Regions from separate parts of the Capsicum annuum genome. Here region 1 is linked to region 2. The links are chromatin contacts, called in public Hi-C maps. All regions are on one chromosome and are shown on one strand. Each heading gives the region's core, a stretch centred on a gene start, on an enhancer-like site or on the middle of the called end of the contact. The rest is flanking DNA. Distances are from core to core; before and after follow the strand shown. Region 1 has its middle 14 kb from the start of LOC107863799. Region 2 has its middle 55 kb from the start of LOC107863799.

Region 1 (2,898 bases), core at 30-2,529, 69 kb after region 2:
ATATTTTATACACTTTCTCTCTCTCTCTCTCTCTCTCTCTCTATATATATATATATATATATATATATATATATATAGTATTCAAAATATACAAAATAAATATCTTACACTATAAAAATATACTAAATAAATATGGTACAATATAATGACCACAGAACAGTTCAAATACAAACGAACATGGTACAAGAAATACATCTGAATCTACATATATATATAAACAAAATACAAATACATGTACATGATCCAACATGTATATATATACAACAAGATTTGTATATATATACAAATGAGTACCTATTAGCTAAATGCATCTGTAAAATACACATTCGTGATAAATACATATACAAACACCTCTTCTTCTTTCTATCCTCTTCTTCTTTCTATTCATCTGAATCATCTTCGTATGAATTTTCAATATCAAGACTTAGAATTCTGCCTGTTTCACCGATTCTTTTGCTTCTTATTTTTTTTTCCAGATTTTTCATTTTTAGGAGTTTTGGAGATGAAACTTTTTCCAATTTTTTTCTTTCATAATTTCAGCCATCTTTTCTGGATCGTTGCGATGCTTCGACCTCACCTCTTCGACGCTCATTAATTTCTTCGACGGTTTAGACGTAGAACTCACTTTAACAATTTCATCTTGATATAGTCCAATACTAAAGGATGGGGGATTATAAAAAACTAAATTGATAGGTGGTATATTTCTATTTGATCTTCTATATGGTGTGTGTTCTGCCATTAGAGCAGACCTCCATAATTATGCAACCAAATAACTCAAAAAAAAAAAAAGTCAATAACAATGGTGGAAAAAAAAAATACAAAATATATAGAATTTGAAAAAGAGATAATATGCAATAATTGTAAATTAAGAGTTGTCTGATTTTGTGGAGCACGATCTTTATCTAGAAGATGAAAAAAATATGAAAGAAGTAAGAATTTGAAAGAAAAATCTAAAAAATAGGAGCTATTTAAAAAAAAAAAAATAGAAAAGAAAAGAGATAAAATGATGGAGTGAAAATAGTATAGATAACTATAAATACGTATGTGTGACATGAAACCATTAAAATAATGCTATTTTTATTATTAAATTTAATTTTATAAAAGTTATACTATTTATTTTAATTATAATTTTAAATTTGTCATTTTTTTTCTCTATTTTTCCTCTTAAAGTGAATGAAATTTTGGGATGGGATTTACTGAGAGAACCTTTGAGTGGGGTCGATAATTCCTTAAATGGCCAAATATCAATTACTGCTCCCAGCCTAGATATTCCATATTTTTGTGATAAAACAACAGTTATAATAATAATAATTTCATATTTGGATGTCTTCATCAAGGGTGTGTTTGGGAATATATTTTTTTTATGGATGATGTTTTTCTAAAATATAATTTTTTGATTTTTTTGTGTTTAGTAAGTTAAAAATATTATATTAAATACATTAATATAAAATCTAGACATGAAGATAGGGGTAAGGAAAGGGGCGGGTGGAGGTGGGATTTGGAAGTATTGGAAGAAGAAAAGTATTTCAAAACTTTTTTTCTACTTTCACTAAGAAACTTATTTTTCTTATAAAAATATAGACTTGTTTTTGAAAGAAAATCTTCTTCAAAATATGGACCTACAAAAAGTGCCAAAAATTAAAAAATATTTTTTTAAAAATAATTTCTTCCATACCAAACACACCCCCAAGTTATCGAATTGATCAGTCAATGCCTAAGAAAGAAGGGAAATTCACAATTTTGCTGTCAAACATAATCCATAACCATTAATCCTTAATACAAACTGAAATAAATTACAGAAAAGGAAAAAAAAAAACGGCTTTTTCGTTTCATATAAATATCTCCGGTAATAATTGCAAAACATAATAATTCCTAAAATATTAGAATGAATTAAATCACATGAATTCTCAATAGTGTTTTAAAAGACAGTTACAAAGCTTGTCTTGAGGCGCGTCTCGAGGTGAGGCATAGTCAAAATGACATTGTGGGAAGGTAAAAGTACGGAAAGAAAAACACCTCAAAATTTGAGGCGTTCGTCAAAGCATTGGGACGTTTCACCGGAGCGTGAAACACAAATTAGGCGTAAGCTTATTAAGTTTACAAAGTAGAATGATTTTTTTCTATTAAATCTCTAATTTAAACTTAATACTAAAATATATCATTGATGAATACTTAAATACTCAAATCAAAAGTAAAAGAAAATTTATAAAGTCACCTTTCAAACATATTGGTGGGTGGGTGTCGACGATACCGCTATTCAAGAAGATGCTGAGTGTACTTTCTTCTTTTAAGTCCATTTCTTTTCTTTTAGTTCTTTTTAAGTCGCATAATGATAAACTTTTAAGTTATTTATTTTTTTGATCTCTTTAAAATATAATATATGATAAAGGGGTGCGTAAATATATTGATCAAGTAACAGGAAGGTGGGGTTGATTAATTATGCACCTTTTTTTTATACAAAGTTGTGTTTTTGAGATATGAAAGTTGACTTTATCTATTCGTTGTATCATGCGGCTTTGGTTTGTTTTTCAAATTTTTTTGCCAGTTTAAGATACATATTTCACTTATTTTTTTTTATAATTTTGATGTAGTTTTACCTTTTTTGGGTGATTTATCTCTTTCAAAATATTTATTTATAATTATATTAATTTATAAAATATTAAAAATTAAAGAATTCGTAGGACTTACGCCCATCTCTAGAGACTTACGCCTCACCTCGCCTTACGCCTCCGCCTTAAAAATACTGATCCTAAGAAAGATTAAATTGCTCGATTATGCTAAGGTTGTATCACTTACTGCTATCTTTTTATTTGTATCAAATCACTGGTATGAAACTATTGTAAATATCAATTGACAAAAAAAGGATTAAATTTTCGAGATTGGGGTATTAATTATCCT
Region 2 (2,700 bases), core at 56-2,555:
TATAATATCAAAATAATTAAAGCAAGTAAAGTCAATATCAAAAGCTCGAATTTGTATATTTCCCCAGCAGAGTCGTCAGAGATGTCACACCCTTTTTTCGCCCGAGAGGATCGAAGTCGAAGGATTTTTTCAATTAAAGTGATGGTTTTAAATAGGGATTAATTTAATTTACTGAGTCGCCACTTGCAATTGAGTTTTGGTGTTCCAAGTCACCTTTTGAATCCATAATCAAAAGAAAATGACTCTTTGTTGGTCTGCGAAAACAGAAGATCGGATAAGAAATTTTGTTGACCGAAGAGAAGGTGTGAGACACCCCTCGAGTCCCATGGTTCTAGCACAGACGCTTTTATTGACTTATCTTGACTTAAACTATTTTTATAAATTATATTAAGGCCTAAAACTGCTCATTTTATTATACTAAAAACTTGTCTATTATCTTATATTAAATAAATCAGTGAAAGTTAATTTAGAAAAATATTTGTCAAGGTGCATTATTGCATCCTTGAATTTTTAAAAGTCTCAAAAAGATGTGTATGTCGTATTCTTAATTTAGACGAATATTTAAAAGCACGTTTAAAAATTTATTTAGTGTTAAAGGTCTTAACTTATTTCTTGTAAAATCGTAATAATTTGATCTATCAAAAACACTATCTAACTTTAATAATAAATTTGAGCAAAATTCATTTAGGGTGATTAATTAATTTAACAATAAAATTAATAAAATTTATTAATGACAATGAATAATAAAAAAAATACACAAATCTAGCCATATTATACTAATCTTTAATATGACCCTCAAATCTAATCTCTTTATATTAATACAAACTCAAAGCATTATAAACTACATGCATCAGTTAGTTATTTCTCCCAAACAATAAAAGAATAGTTTATGTAATTTGAACAATGTTACATGGGATAATGTAGAAATTTCACTTCAAAAAAAATAAAATGTCACAGAACTATAACCTTCAAAAAAATATACCAACACTCAAACAAAAATCAACTTAGGAAAAACACAGTGAAATGGCACAACATTTAGAGGAGGTAGTTGAAGTTATGTTTCAATTAGCTAAGTTTTTGGATGCCAACAGATAACCATGAAATGAATTCAAACAAATACAATAAACTTAATAATGAGAACATTCCACAAATAGCACTAGCATGTGATTAAAACTACTTACTAAAAATGAAGAGTAGAGTTGGACTTCAAATGAAACAATTTTCCTTCAACATGTCTACAAACCCCATAATCAGTTACTCGATTTTAAAAATTACAAATTGACCGTGGAGCTTTTCACTACGTGACAAAACAAATTGAGTATGAAAATAAAGATGTCGTCATCAAAACTTGAGTCAAAGACCTATAACACTCGAACTCCAAATTACAACTTTCAAAAATACTTTTGTAAAACTCTTTTTTTTTTTTTTGAAAATGTATCCTTTTTCTCTTTCTGTTTTCTCCAAGTTTTCTTTTCTCTTCACCGATATTTTTTTTCCTTCTCCATTGTGTGTGTACAGCGAGTTTATTTTTCTCTCTTTCTTTTCTTTTTCTTTTTCTTTTCTTTAACTTGATAATATTAACACACAATATTAACATTCAATACATCTGCATACAAATACATTAAACATTTTGTAACTTGATCATATAACATATAATAATATAAAATTCACATAATCAATTAATCATATATACTAAACAGTGATTGAGATCATTTGAACATTCTGTTCATATTTTTCACAGGAAATTTACAACATTAAAAGAAATGGGATCAAAATAGAACTTTTACGTCAATTTAATTGAATACAAAAGCAAGAGGTTGTCACCGAAAACTTCAACAGAACTTCAACTTCAACTTTCTTTTTTTCTCTCTTTTGTTTGATCTTTTGTTTTTTCTGATTTGTTTGCTCTTCTCAAATGTTGCTTTTTTTTTTTACTGATATCTTCTCTTTGAATTTTCACTCTCTTTTTTTAGATAATGTGTAATACAGAGTACCTACGTTCTGGGTGGTGGGGAATATTTCTTAAATACTAGGACTTTGGGGGGAATGGTTACTTATCAGATAAGGGGAGGATTTCAAATTTTTGAACTTTTTTTTTTTGAAAAAAATAATATATTTATAGAAGATAATAATAATAACAAAATTAAAATAATAAATAAATAAAAATAAATAAATAAAATAATAATAATAATAATAAATATAATAATAACTAATTAGTTTTTATATTTAATAAAATATAATAAAAATTTATAAATAGCCAAAATAAATATAATAAAATAGTACTAAAACTACTAATTTATTTATTAAAATTTAGAAAACAAAAAAAAAAGATTTTTTGAATTTTTGTATTATTTTTTAAAATAAAAATAAAAATAATTTTTTTTTCAAAATTAAATTTATTTATTTATTTTAACTAGAAATTTATTAAAAATGAAATAAGAGTTAAAATAATATCGGATTAAATATAAATATTTAATATCAAAATATAAATTAAATTCAGAGAGAATAAAAAGTCATGTATCTACATAAATTATAAGTTATAAGTCCATTCAAATAAACTCTTAATCAGTACTACAAATTTTCGAAGATTAGGAAATTCAAAACCTTTATGTCTTACATTCTACCTACTCATATAATTTCAATATGTATATGCATCCAACACTAATAAGTCCAATACCCAAAGGACTACTAGATTAGAAT

The links. Hi-C and Micro-C count contacts between places; a contact is called where the count stands out from the background.
Region 1: a Hi-C map of placenta shows a contact between it and region 2, with 2.7 times the contacts expected there. The contact joins two enhancer-like sites. A contact is called at or near these places in 2 of 5 Hi-C or Micro-C datasets (leaf and placenta).

Annotation. Positions count from the first base shown.
Region 1 is chr3:62,624,267-62,627,164 of UCD10Xv1.1, forward strand. No RefSeq gene overlaps it. Among protein-coding and RNA genes, the nearest start is that of LOC107863799, 14 kb to the left of the region's middle. Within about 2 kb of position 1,280, at least 2 of the 5 cell types and tissues checked have an H3K27ac peak or open chromatin away from gene starts, as enhancers often do.
Region 2 is chr3:62,554,781-62,557,480 of UCD10Xv1.1, forward strand. No RefSeq gene overlaps it. Among protein-coding and RNA genes, the nearest start is that of LOC107863799, 55 kb to the right of the region's middle. Within about 2 kb of position 1,306, at least 1 of the 5 cell types and tissues checked has an H3K27ac peak or open chromatin away from gene starts, as enhancers often do.